3 separate regions of the Zea mays genome follow, and regions 1 and 2 are each linked to region 3. The links are chromatin contacts, called in public Hi-C maps. All regions are on one chromosome and are shown on one strand. Each heading gives the region's core, a stretch centred on a gene start, on an enhancer-like site or on the middle of the called end of the contact. The rest is flanking DNA. Distances are from core to core; before and after follow the strand shown. Region 1 holds the start of LOC103633091 (Calcium uniporter protein 4 mitochondrial). Region 2 holds the start of LOC100281512 (ternary complex factor MIP1). Region 3 holds the start of LOC100502176 (Heptahelical transmembrane protein 5).

What was found. Hi-C and Micro-C count contacts between places; a contact is called where the count stands out from the background.
Region 1: a contact with region 3 is called in a Hi-C map of ear, with 3 times the contacts expected there. The contact joins the promoter of LOC103633091 here to the promoter of LOC100502176 in region 3. A contact is called at or near these places in 14 of 25 Hi-C or Micro-C datasets (bundle sheath, ear, endosperm and 5 more) and 2 of 3 datasets of contacts at active chromatin or transcription factors (leaf and seedling).
Region 2: a Hi-C map of ear shows a contact between it and region 3, with 3 times the contacts expected there. The contact joins the promoter of LOC100281512 here to the promoter of LOC100502176 in region 3. A contact is called at or near these places in 6 of 25 Hi-C or Micro-C datasets (bundle sheath, ear, leaf and 1 more) and 1 of 3 datasets of contacts at active chromatin or transcription factors (seedling).

Annotation. Positions count from the first base shown.
Region 1 is chr1:28,974,418-28,978,839 of Zm-B73-REFERENCE-NAM-5.0, reverse strand. It overlaps LOC103633091 (Calcium uniporter protein 4 mitochondrial), which reads left to right and starts at 2,091. Exons shown (of 2, transcript XM_008654772.4): 1 at 2,091-2,735; 2 at 2,886-3,710. The coding sequence starts at 2,193. The coding sequence ends at 3,425. LOC100384784 reads left to right here and starts at 509. Exons shown (of 1, transcript XM_020545722.3): 1 at 509-1,942. The coding sequence starts at 1,041. The coding sequence ends at 1,781.
Region 2 is chr1:28,900,618-28,905,101 of Zm-B73-REFERENCE-NAM-5.0, reverse strand. It overlaps LOC100281512 (ternary complex factor MIP1), which reads left to right and starts at 1,442. Exons shown (of 11, transcript NM_001154430.1): 1 at 1,442-1,653; 2 at 2,159-2,222; 3 at 2,351-2,437; 4 at 2,812-2,928; 5 at 3,103-3,522; 6 at 3,672-4,078; 7 at 4,193-4,292; 8 at 4,387-4,443. The coding sequence starts at 2,393.
Region 3 is chr1:29,127,648-29,131,851 of Zm-B73-REFERENCE-NAM-5.0, reverse strand. LOC100502176 (Heptahelical transmembrane protein 5) reads right to left here and starts at 2,360. Exons shown (of 3, transcript NM_001363210.1): 1 at 1,876-2,360. The coding sequence starts at 2,105.

The DNA.
Region 1 (4,422 bases), core at 842-3,341, 150 kb after region 3:
ATGGTAATCAGCTAAGGATAAAATTGCCCTAGTACAACATCAATTAGGCTGGCACTGAAAGTAAATGCTTTTTTAATAGCATTTAAAACTGTGGCCCCAGACAGTAAACACCCCTTAGTGCTAAGTATGCCCTACTGCAGAGGATATTAATCAATGATGCAAGTTGAAACGACTATATTGACTACAATATTGTACAAAAATAGTTAAGAAATATATTGCATGTGCGGTTGTGAGAGAACCTATGGGTCAAGTGACCTCTAGAAAATAGATTCGCCGGATAAGATGGTATTCTATTAGCAATTATACCACATTAACACATAACACATCCAAGGACCAAAACAATATCTGAGAAATAAAACATATAAGGATGAGCAAACTACCACAAAGCAACATAAGCTAGAGAAGTTAGAAAAAATTAGTGCTATTTAGACAACCGAACACAAAGCACAACCAATATAACATAGGATCTTTCCAAGTGCATAACCAGAGAAAACACAGAAGATAGAACAATATTATGCTTCAGTTGCAAATAAATTTCCGTCGTTCAGCACAACATAGGGTTCCCCATGAGGTTGTTCAGCACAACCGACTTGCCAGCTTCCTGCACAGAAAAGGAGCAGAAAAGATTAAGCCAGATCGGAAAGAGATGGAGGTGAGAGGGATCAAGCACGCATGGTGGACGGTAGGCACTTACGATGTTACCGAGCGCGGCGGCATTGAGAAAGAGAAAGGTGGAGGGGCGGCGTGAGGTGTTTTCGATGGAGGGGTCATCGTCCGCAAGGAGCGAGGCGGCCTACCACATGGACTCGGAGAGCTGGACGAGCTCGTCGATTGCCTCCATGGCTGCCGAAGATGACATGTCCGCAGGGATCTCGAGGCTGGTCGGAAGATCTCGGGGTGGCGCTGGAGATTGGTGAGGTGCGCGGTTCGAGTGCGGAGCACCGAGAAATTGGGGACAGACTCATGGAATTCACGGGGACGCCCTGCTGCACCTCAACTCGAACAGCTTCGCGGGGACGCTCCCGGAGTCCCTCCCCAAGATGCGGCTCCTCCACAAGCTGGACGTCAGCAACAACCGCCTCTCGGGTGGCTTCCCGCAGCACATCCTGTGCCTGCCCAGCGTCAGGTATGTGGACCTGCGGTTCAACGACCTGCGCGGGCCGGTGCCGCCGGCGCTCTTCGACAAGCCGTTGGATGCCATCTTCCTCAACGACAACCGCTTCGACTTCGAGCTGCCGGACAGCCTGGGCAACTCACCGGCGTCCGTGCTCGTGCTGGCCAACCTGCGCCTGCGCGGCTGCATCCCGTGCAGCGTGGGCCGCATGGCGGGCACGCTGGGCGAGCTGGTGGCGCTCAACTCGGGCCTCCGCTCCTGCCTCCGGCAGGAGCTGGGCTGGCTACGCGAGCTCACGCTGCTGGACCTCAGCTCCAACCAGCTGCAGGGGATGCTGCCGGAGTCCATGGCCGGCTTGCACAACCTGCAGCAGCTCCACGTGGCGCGCAACGAGCTGTGGGGCCACGTCCCCGAGGGCGTCTGCACGCTGCCCGCACTCCGCAACTTCACCTACTCGTACAAGTACTTCTGCTCCGAGCCAAGCCGCTGCCTCAACGTCCGTGAGGTCGACGACCGCCAGAACTGCATCGCCGCTAGGTTCACGAGGCGAGTCGGCGGCGCTCTAGCATCAGCCTCAACAGTCGTGCCGCCTACACCAGGTCCATCTCGCCGGAAGCGGAGAATACGGATCTGTGGCGCCGGCATGTGGTCTCAGCTCCTCCACTGAGCCGGGTGGCGAGACTGGGGAGGGAGAGGGGGTTGTTGAAGCTACTGATGTGGACTACGGCAGTCATCTCTGCCTGCGCCACTGTTCACGGACACAACACTCTATTAGTCGAATCCAAACGTAAATTCGTGTCCGATGCACTTAGGCACACGTGGCGAGACGTGGTGGGCGGAAGCCCCACCGAATGCGGAGGAGCCTCCAATTCCTAGTGGCTTTTAACAAGAAAGAAGTAATTGCTCAGCCTCTGTGCCGCTGGTTATCATTTCTCCCAAGTATAAATACCACCCCTGTCCATCCCCACCTCGCTCCATCGGCCAGACACGTCGCGCCACTTGTGTCATGTAACACGAAACCATTCTTCTAGATCAAACTACAATAGAGCAATAGAGCTCGTGTCAGAGGCAAACACAAATGGCGTTCCACAGAACAATGGCACGCTGTCTATGGGTAGGCAAGAACGCAGCCGCTAGAGGCGCCGGCGCGGCCATTCCCAAACCTCCGGCTCCCCATCCCCCGGCACCGCGATCTCTGCCGGCCGTGGACGACTGCCCGACGCTCGCATTCCTGCGGCCGAAGCCGACCGCGGTCGGGTACGGCACCGCGACCGTCCCGCTCCCGGCGCACTGCTTTCCCGCCCTCCCCGTCGGCGACCACCTCTTCCACCGCCTCCAGCTCGACGGGCTTATACCTCCCGTGAGCACGGCGACGCGGCCGCCGGAGCTTGTGGGCGTGACGGTGGAGCAGGCGAGGAAGGTGGCGAGGGCGGCCGAGATGGAGGTGGCGAGGGCGAGGCTGAGGTCCAACGCCCAGAGCGTCGTGTCCGGGTCGGAATTCGCCGCGCTCTGCGTCGACATTGCCGGCGGCGTCGAGGGAGGCCGCCGGCTGGCCCGTGCGCTCGACGAGTCCGGCGTCGTCATCGTCCTCGGCGAGGCCGTCTTCCTCCGCCCCGACATGGTACGTGCTGCTAACTTCTAGCATCCGAGACACGGAACCAGAGGAGAAAGAGTAGTCAGAGCCAGGGAGCAAAGCAGAGCATCCAGCCCGGCCACCGCCTTACGCTTTACCTTTACCGCGTCTCTGATCTCTCCGTGTGTCGTCGTTCAGGTAGCGAAGGCCATCGGGAGCATCCTCCCCGTGAAAAAGCAGCTGCAGGCGCCGCGAGCCGGAGACGGGAGCGAGGCGCGCAAGCGCGAGCTGGAGGCTATGGAAGCTCAGAAGGCGGCGATCGACGCGGACGCGGCCGCGCAGGTGCGGCGCGAGCTGTGGTGCGGGCTGGGCCTGCTGGCGACGCAGACGCTGGGGTTCATGCGGCTCACCTTCTGGGAGCTGTCGTGGGACGTGATGGAGCCGGTGTGCTTCTACGCCACGTCGCTCTACTTCATGTCCGGCTACGCCTTCTTCATGCGCACGGCCACGGAGCCGTCCTTCGAGGGCTTCTACCGGAGCCGCTTCGCGTCCAAGCAGCGCCGCCTCATGCGGGCGCGCGGGTTCGACGTCGACCGCTACAACGCCCTGCGGAAGGGCCAGGGGCAGGGGCTCGTTCCCTCGCCGACCCCGACGCGTGTAGGCACGTCAGCCATGTACAATAGCGCGTCGCTCCGCCCGGACGAGGCCGCTTGGCTTGTGCCAGGGGGGCACACATGAGATAAACGTGCGTCGCATCGTCGACTCACCGTCTAATCGTGAAGCAACAGCTCTCTGTACAGATTCAGGAGGACGAGCCATGGTAGAAGAAGGCTCGTCACAACGGAAACTATATGTTTAACTAACGTGTGACACACACCCTGATTCACAATCTCACACGCGTGTTGAGTGAAGAAGAGACGTATCGGGAACTCGAGGTTACCTATCTGAGCAAAGGAATTAGGATCACGATCCTATTGGCTTTTTGTCGTCATTGGGGACTCGGAACATGCTTTTTTATCGTTTCGCCACATCAGGTGCACCAGAGCCGACGAGCCGTGGTCTACGTGCACCGTGTACACGCGTGTGCACGAATGGCGTGATAACATGTCGACACACCGAGCATAAAACAAGAATTCGTCAAGCCCCACGCTTTCTATGCTCTGGCCAGTACTCCTCCGTTTCTTTTTATTAGTTGCTGGATAGTGCAATTTTGTACTATCTAGCGACTAATAAAAAGAAACGGAGGGAGTAAGTAGTAAGGGCTGTTTCAAATTTCAATCCATCGATGCCAAAGTTTAACAATATATTTTAAATAAATTTTAGCACTTGTAGATCCAAATATAGGTGCTAAAAGATGTTAAAAATAAAGTGATAAAATTTAGCACCTATTAAAACTTTAGCTCTTTAATACCGTGTCCAGCATTTTAGCCATATATTGACCAAAAACATTGTTTTGCACTATAGACTGCATTGTTCGCAGAATGAAGTTTGAATATGGAGTAGAGATGAGTAAACTGCTGGAGATAATCTAAGGGGTGCTAGAGTTTAGCACGTAGGATCCAAACAGGTCCTAAGACTAAAACCAGTTATGGCCCGTTTGTTTGTCCAATAATGAACCAGAACTTATTCCAACTCATCAAAACTTAAATAAATTATAAAAACAATCCGACTAAAAATTGTTCCAGCACTCCAATCTAAAAAACCGAACATGCCTTAGTAAGAACTCGCTCACACA
Region 2 (4,484 bases), core at 193-2,692, 230 kb after region 3:
CCTACCGATTCCAACTGCTTCACCCTTCGGCGTAGCGCTTGTCACGTATCCTCTGCTACCGTGCTGTTTTGCCAGCCATGTGTGTGGTCGTGGCGACGCAGGATTTTCCTTCTGTGCAAGGATTTTGGTAGAGCACAGGAAATCCTGCTTATACTAGCAGTTGCCGCGCGCGTCTCACTCGACGGTGTGAAAGATCTGTCGAGCACAAGAAATGTTCCAGTCCTCGGTACTCCAGTCCAGACATGAGGATCTGTATGGTGCAGCACCATCAGGATTCAGGACAGTAGTGCGGCTAGTGCCTGTGGCGACCTTGCATTTGCCACTGCGAGTACCGGTGCGTCACATGACCTGCCAAAATTTTTCTTTTTGGAGAGTGCAACAGAGGGCAGAAGTAGCAGGCTTAAGTAACAGTGCGCGTCAAGGCAAAGCTGCGCCTCTTTCTAGGCGGCGAGAGCGAGATGGCAAGCTCAGCGGCTTGGCCGGGCCGCCAGGGCGGCAGCACCAGCACCAGCACAGCGGTGGCCTGCCGGAGCCGGGGGTTTCTTGGCTGTCCTGTCCATGCAACTCGCTACCCCGGCACGGCATCAACTCGGTCACGTCTGTCCCTCTGCGCCGCGGCGTGTGTGGTCACGTACGGTACGACAGATAGGACGAGATCCATCAATATTTACCGGAGAGCATAGTGGGCCACAGGTCAAACGACGCCATGCATGCCACTGTCCTGTCCGGCTGCGTTGCTTCACAGTCCGTCCTTTGAATCCGCATGTGATCCTGCCCATGCCCATCTCATCATTGCCGTTGCCGCGCAAAAAAAAAAAAAACTTGCATCCAACAATGGAGTCGCCGAGTCGGATCGGATCACCATTTCTTTCTTCCGACAGAAACTGGAATAGCACAGCCAGGGATTGGAAACGGACACGAAACGGCAGTTATCTTTAACGGATTGGCGGGGGGTAAAAAAAAAAGGAACCGTTCCTTTCCTTGCTACAACTAACAAAGAGCAGATGCATCATTGTGGCACAACTGCACAAGATTCTGTTTACTGCTCCTATTTTAGTAATCGGATTTTCTGGCACCCTGATTATGATGTGACAGAGGTGAAAAGGTCAGCAGCCTTGGACGGAGTAAAATTACCTGCGTGCGTAAACAACAAGTAAACCGGGCAGATCTGCCCGTCTCGGCCTTGCATAAAATAGAAAAAAAAGAAGCTGGTAGTAAATGTTAAGGAGTCACAGGCATAAATATACAAGGGACTTGCCACAATAAATAAAGCATCGGAATAACCGGACACAGGACGACCGATCTCCAGCGCTGTTCTGATGTATAGCCACTGAAACAGTACCAGAACCACTGTACCTGCAGTGGAGTGGTGTGGTCCGTGTGACCGTGCGGAGTGGAGTGCCTCAAGTTCATCACCCTCAGGCCTCAGCAGGCCCCAGCCCTCGCACTCCTCACCTGTCCTCTCACGGCCTCTCAGTCTCACCTCACACTCACAGAGCAGGAAGGGGACTGGGAAGGAGGAACTCAGCCCAGCCGAGAAACAAAAGGCGAAAGCATTAGCAAGTCAAGAGGCTTTAGCAGGTGATCAACTCCTCGGCAACAACTCCGGCCCTCTCCACTTGCCGCGGACGATTCACCTGTGATGTGAGGCAGGTCAGGCAGACGCCGCGTCTCCTCTTTCCAGCCTCTCTACCTGTACCCCCCCCCCCCCCCCCCCCCCCCCCCCCCCCCCGCATCTGCTCGCCTTAGGTTCTTCAACCTCCAATGCGACGACAGGTTTCAGCGGGTTTGCTTTAACCAGCAGCGCTTCCGCAAGATATATATATATATATATAGCAATGGCGAAGGCCCGGTCGAGCTCTGTGTCAGCCCCCGCCGGAGAAGCTGTAGACCTGTATGTAGCCTAGCCCCCCCTTGCTAACCAGCGATGTCTCACAGCCGCTCCAGGAGGTGAGCTCCCTGCTTCTTGCCTTGTGCAGTCTGACGGACCCTGCGTATTTTAGCTCTGCGCTGCTCGCAGTATAATGTCTGGAGCATTGCTGCTGTCGACTTGCAGAAATTAGTCTTAGCCAAGAAAGACGGCTCTTGCATTTTTAGAAGCGGTTCTAGGCTGAATGCTCCCCCCGGGGATTTTTTTTTTATTTTTTTGCATTGGCAGCGATTCTATCAGAGTGCTCGGGATGGATAGCGCGGATTCCTCTTCGCCGAGGTGCCACGCTCAGGTAACTCTTGCGAGACTACCGCTTGCTTTCTTCAGTCTCCTGAAAAATATATCTGGTATATATCCTGACTAGACGTTACCTGCTGATTTCTGTTATGTTTTGGCTCTTGTTCAATATCTGTTGAGTAGAAGGATGCCGGAGAACTCAAGGACCAGAATAGCACCAGCAAGATGCCGTCCGGTGCTACTGAGCTTCCATGCTCCTTGAAGCGTGAGGTGAACTCAGATACCAGATCCTCCCTCCTAGCCATAGGTTATTAATGCTCATTCCACGGTCCGGACCTGTCTCAGCTAGTTTGTTTCAGAGGTGGTTACCGTTTATTTATTTTGTCATGTTTTCTTCCCCAAATGCCATATGTCAGTATAAGAATTTCAATACAGTATGTCATACCTCTTGGTGCTCTCAAGGATGGATGGTAAAAACCCTCATACCTAGGCACCATATCGCTTGCTTGGTCAGGGCGTGAGCTGAGCTCGATCCCGTGACCGAGTTCGGATGAGATCAAGCCAACAAGTTGCACAATTCATTCTTGTAATATATGTGTGATGGCATTTCTACCTTCTTCATATTTATGATGCTAGTTCTGCAGGTCCAAGTTCTTGAAAAGCGATTGAATGATCAATTCGTCATGCGCCGTGCTCTTGAGAAAGCTCTAGGTTACAAGCCTTGTGCTATCCATGCATCAAGTGAGAACTGCATTCCAAAGGTGAAAGTCCTACTCTTATAAAATTCATCTGGACGAGCTAACAAAAGTGGTGGTAGGGTACCATGTTATTCTAATGTTTTACTTCCACACCATGATATTATGTGTTTTTCCCCCCAAAGACAAGAGTTTGCACTTAACAGATAGCCTCTTTCTTTCTTGCATGTCATCTCTCAGCCGACTGAGGAGCTAATAAAGGAGATTGCAGTTCTCGAGCTAGAGGTCATATGCTTGGAGCAACATCTCCTAACACTATACAGAAAGGCATTTGAGCAACAATTTTCCCCTGCAAGTTCTGCTTGTGACATGGAGAGCAACAAGCAGCCAGCAAGGTCCTTTTCAGGCATACTCTCTGAAGCTCCAGAGCTGAGCTTCTCGACCCCAAGGAAGCATCATCAGCTAAACCAGTCCAGTCGAATGGTCCTGGCACGCAAGTCCACGCCTACAGCTTCTACAAGCGAGACTAGCAATGAGAAGATCAATATCGGACGCAGCCATTCCTCGCTCCTGCACCGCTCCGTTAGGGTATCTCCGTCGGCAAACAATCTCGCTAGAGCTCTGAAACCATGCCATACTTCGCCTCTATCTTTTGTTGAGGTACGACATGATACCTGAACTCTCTTTGGTTCTAAAGTATTTCAATAGGTTTGCTGCAGGGCCGGCTTAGTTATGCACCTGGACAGAGCCAGGGTCCCTTATGTTTTATCTGAAATTCCTAACGCAATCTGGACCGATGATATGGCCAGGAAGGGAAATGCATGGATCCTGGCGTGGTGAGTTTGGCAGACATCTTGGGGACCAGGGTCGCGGACCATGTTCCCCAAACGCCGAACAAGATATCCGAGGACATGATCAAATGCATTACGGCCGTATACATGAGGCTGAGAGACGTCCCCGCCGTGCAGCACGCCTTCTTCCCCTCACCGTGCTCATCCTTTTCTTCGGCGAGCGGGCTGTCTTCCAAATACACCGCGGACATATGGAGCCCCAGGTGCAGGAAAGAGAGCTTCGTTGAGGAGTGGCAGGACAACGGGTTAGGCAACGGTGAATCTAGGGAGCTGGCCCTGCCATATGATTCTGTGGTAGAGGTGTCTGCTCTTTGCAAAGGTGATCAGAGGTCCGCTGACGTGAAGGATATGCTGCGCAAATACATGTGAGTATTTGACATGTCCTTTTCTTTTTCCCCCCACCCAATCTCTTCCAGTTCATATATAGGGATCGAATTACGACGAGTATCTTCTGACTAGTTTCAGGTTGCACTCTGTAGGTCACTTGTGCAGCTTCTCGAAAGCGTTGATCTCAGCGGGATGAAACATGAAGAGAAGCTCGCTTTCTGGATCAACGTGCATAATGCGATGATGATGCATGTAACTATTTTCTTGCCCTGATCCTCGATATTCTTAAACCGTACCGGCGGGCCGATGGGTTTCGATCTAAACGTTTGATGTTTTTTTTTGTCAGGCCCATATAGAGTACGGGATCCCACAGAGTAACAGCAAAAGGATACTGCTTACCAAGGTGTGGAAAGACCTCTCGAAATGATTATTATAATAAATCTC
Region 3 (4,204 bases), core at 1,111-3,610:
GAGCCATCCACAAACATGAAGGGGACAAAAGCAGCCAAATGAATGAAACTGCAAAATTCTAGATATTTCACCAATCCGCAATGAATCTGACCTCGGAAACACACACAGGAATTAAGCACAAGCAGGAAATAAACGCCTAAATATTTCGCCAATTCGATGCATTGCAATCAGAGTCAGGCAAGAATCGATCTCCCGTCCCTCCCAAGCTAGCTCTTTCTCTTCAGCATCCTCATTTCCTTTTACTGGAGTATCTATATTTGCCTCCTCTGTAATACTATCAGATGAAAATACTAGAGTTGAGATGTTATGTACTATGCTTGAACTGATAATGTTATTTGGTTCGTTTACAAAGTGAAAGTAATTATCTGGTGATTTAAAATTTGCAGGTGCTGCTCATGATATGCAGGATAATAACTGCATGGAAAGGAATAATTTTAATAGACAAAACAATGTATTTTCCTCTTTTTGCTAACCAGTTATTGACTCCATGCATTGTTGATTGCTTCAAGTCATATTGGTATTGTTTTCTTAATACATGATTAATCTAGCTCCTGTCATTCTGTTCACTATATTGAATTAGTTTTGACCAAAAACCATGCTAAGCTGGAATCACATTGTTTTGTAGATGTTTTTCTTCACTATAAATGCTTAAACTTAACCTGGTAAATTCATCTACAGGCTCTTTCAAATGGCAAACCCACTGTTGTTGAGTTTTATGCAAACTGATGTGAAGTCTGCAGGGAACTAGCTCCAGATATCTACAAAGTTGAACAACAATACAAGTAATTTGTTTACACACCACTTTTCACATTTCTGAACTTTAAGCCTTGATTGAGAATAACAATTGTGATTCATTTAATAAAATCAATGCTTGTCGATGCTTTGTTGCGTTGCCTATCCTATTAACCACGTTGATTGAACCTTGCTATGGGCATGACAGTTGGGATCCAAGTTGCTGCACGACAGACAGAACCAGCGAACACCACGGACAACGACGACAAGCAGGTCCGCTTATCGCTCTTGGGCGGCAAGAACTGCAGCAACGTTGGTGTCACGACCGCCATTAGGCCCATGAACAACGCCAGGCTGAGGTCCAGGGATGGAGGCAACGCCACGACCATCACCCACAGTGACTCTGTATCGGGGAGCATGAGGACGATTTGTACGCCATCACAATATATGAGCATTGTACTAGTAGTTCTTCATAGGGCTTTGTTCGGTTATTCCCATCCCACGATTGGGAGGGATTAGAAGAAATTTTGACTTGCTATGGATTTAAACTCACTTAATCACATCCAATCCACGTGGATTGAGATTAAAACGGACAAACCTAGGGTATTTTTCATCCTGGGTTTGCCTCCCTTACTTCCAAATTAGGCCTACAGTGAAGGAAAGGGGAGGCCGCCCTCCCGTTCAGCAATGCGCCAACTAGTTTAAAAAAAACGCATGCCCCACCGAAAGATGACTTCTTTAATTAGTTGGCGGTCGAGGTCCTTTTCCATGAGTTGTTTTTAGGAAACGTCCTTTTCTGAGTGATGAACAGACAAGGATAACGCTACCAATTCATACTTTCCATACTAGCAGAGGTCGACGAAGTCTAGGTTTTGTTGATCCATCCACAAACATGAAGGGGGCAAAAGCAGCCAAATGAATGAAACTACAAAATTCTAGATATTTCGCCAATCCGCAATGAATCTGGGCCCGGAAGCACAAGCAGGAAATAAACGCCCAGAAATCTCATGTACCAAACAATTCGACGCATTGCAATCAGAGTCAGGCAAGAATCGATCTCCCGTTCCTCCCGAGCTAGCTAACACCAATCAATTGGACCAAAGAACCATTAATGAAGGGGGAGGGCGGAGAGGGTTTACGTACGTCCAGACGTTGAGGGTCTCGTTGTGGATGGAGAAGGCGGAGAGCAGCACCTGCGGGAGCGGCCACTCGCAGCGGTAGTGGCGGTGGATGTACTCGTTGTCCCGCAGGTAAGCCGGCAGCGCCCGGTACTCCACCAGCCCGTACCGCTTCCTCTTCCTCATCCCCTGCTTCCCCTCCTCCCACTCCGCCTCCACCATCCTCTCCATCTCCTCCGCCGCCGTCGCGGCCATCGATCGTCTAGAGCGGGGCGAGGAGAGGAGAGGCGAGCGGGGATGGGATGGACGGAGGTTATGCGGCTTCCGTGGTCGAATATTCGCCGGGGTAAGCACGCACGCGAGGAGCCGAGGACGCGCCGGTGGTGCCGCTCGCTTCGTTTCTTTCCTGGGTTTGCGTCGGCCCGTGGGTCTCGGCGAGGGGGCCGCGCGACCCGTCCTCCTCTTGACCCAGCGGATTTGGACGGAGCCACGGAGACGGAGGAGGCCGCGCGATCGCTTTTGGCGGCGCGGCTGCTACCTGCTGGGCGCCTGGGGAGTGGGGCCTGGGTGTTTCGTGTCGATCGGTGGTGGTAGTGGTGGGCGGTGGCTGCAGTCGAGCACTGTGCCTCCCCGCCATCCGCCAAACGTCAATACGACAATACCCATCGACGTGCCGTCCAACGCGTGCGCTCGGTTTGCCAGATTAACTGCACACTCCCACGGATCTGACGTGCCGCGCTCGTGTGGCTTTTTTTTTTTGGAAAAAGACAGAAGCGTGCGGGGATCCCAAAATCATCGCACGCAAAAGACGTCATGGTCGCGTGTCATGACTTGCCTCCTCCCTCGACCGTACCGCGCGGAAATGCTAACGAACAAGACGATTATGATTTACAGAATACTTTTTTGTTTATTGTTGCCGAGTATCAGGAGGAAATTAAAATATGGGAGCAGTAGAGGAGCTTACATAAAGAGCGGGTCGAAGCGAAAGTCCGAGAAGAAATTTATCTATCATATCTTATGACTTGTCATGACTCGTCACGAGGTCATATACGAGAATCATACGACTATACGAGGACTAACGAGATATTATCCTCTTCCATCTGATTTGGATAGAAGGCTCAGATCATACCGTATAGAATATTTGTAAGACCCTGTTTATTGAATCTGCCTTTGAGATCAATAAATAGCACCATTCCTAAAAAAAGCCAATAGGACAAAAAAGAATACTGATTGATATATCATTAAAACTCCTTTTATATCCAGTCGAAAAATAAGAAGAAAGATATAACATATAATGATTTTTTCCTAATTGTAAACTTATAGAAAAACCTTTTTCGAAGAAAACTCATTTATATTTCAGAAGGCAATATATGTCTTTAAAAAACATATGGTAAAAAGAGTAATATGACACATGCTTATGTTCATACCATCTCAGTAGGTATGGTCAGCAGATCGTGCATTTGGTCGTGTAAAACACTGTTTTGTACTGTAGACTGTATTGTTTATAGTGCACTGTAAACTGTACTATTTATAGAGTGAAGTTTGAAATGAGAGATGAGGAAGAGTAAGTTGCTAGAGATATCATTAAAAAATTCTGCATGAACCCTTGTGAGAAAAAACTCATAACTTTAGGTAAGGGTGTGTTTGGTTCAGCTCTGTGAAAAAATGTTGTGAGTTGGCTTTAATTTAAACTCTTATGAATTTTCTATTATGGACAAACTAAATATTATTTTATATACACTTTGTTTAATTATATATTTTTAATCAATATATCTAACTATTCTAATATTTAGTTATTTTTGATTTGTCCCTTATGGTTCGGGTTAATGACAAGTGATTGTCAACAGGTAGCACTCTGGAGTAGTGGACAAACCAGAGTGTGAGATTATGTATGTGCAACCATGTCGGTCGCCTTGTGGGGTGGAGCACACGGACGATGGTCGACGGTTGAGGTGAAGGTCATGCGGGCTCGTGCTGATGGACCGAGAGTGGTGAAGGACGAGCATTGAGTCTTGGCTGACAGACCGGAGCAGCCGGGTGACCAGTCGTGGTGGCTGACACTTGGGACACGAACTCGCGTGACATGGTGGAGTGGATCGTGTTGCCGGCACAGTCGAGGACTGGCGGGACACGCGTCTGGTCGTGGAGGACGCGCACGCGGTGCAGTACTCACGACATGTTTGGTGGTTTGCGCCTCAAAACCACCCAACACTACGGATGGTGGGTTTTGCGGAGTTTGGGCCTCAAAACTCGGCGGTGGCGGTTCCAATGGGAATCGATGGCGGCACGTGGCATCACACTGAAGGGTGCGTCAAGGCGAACAACTTCTTGTGGAGCGTGTAGCCATCGGATCG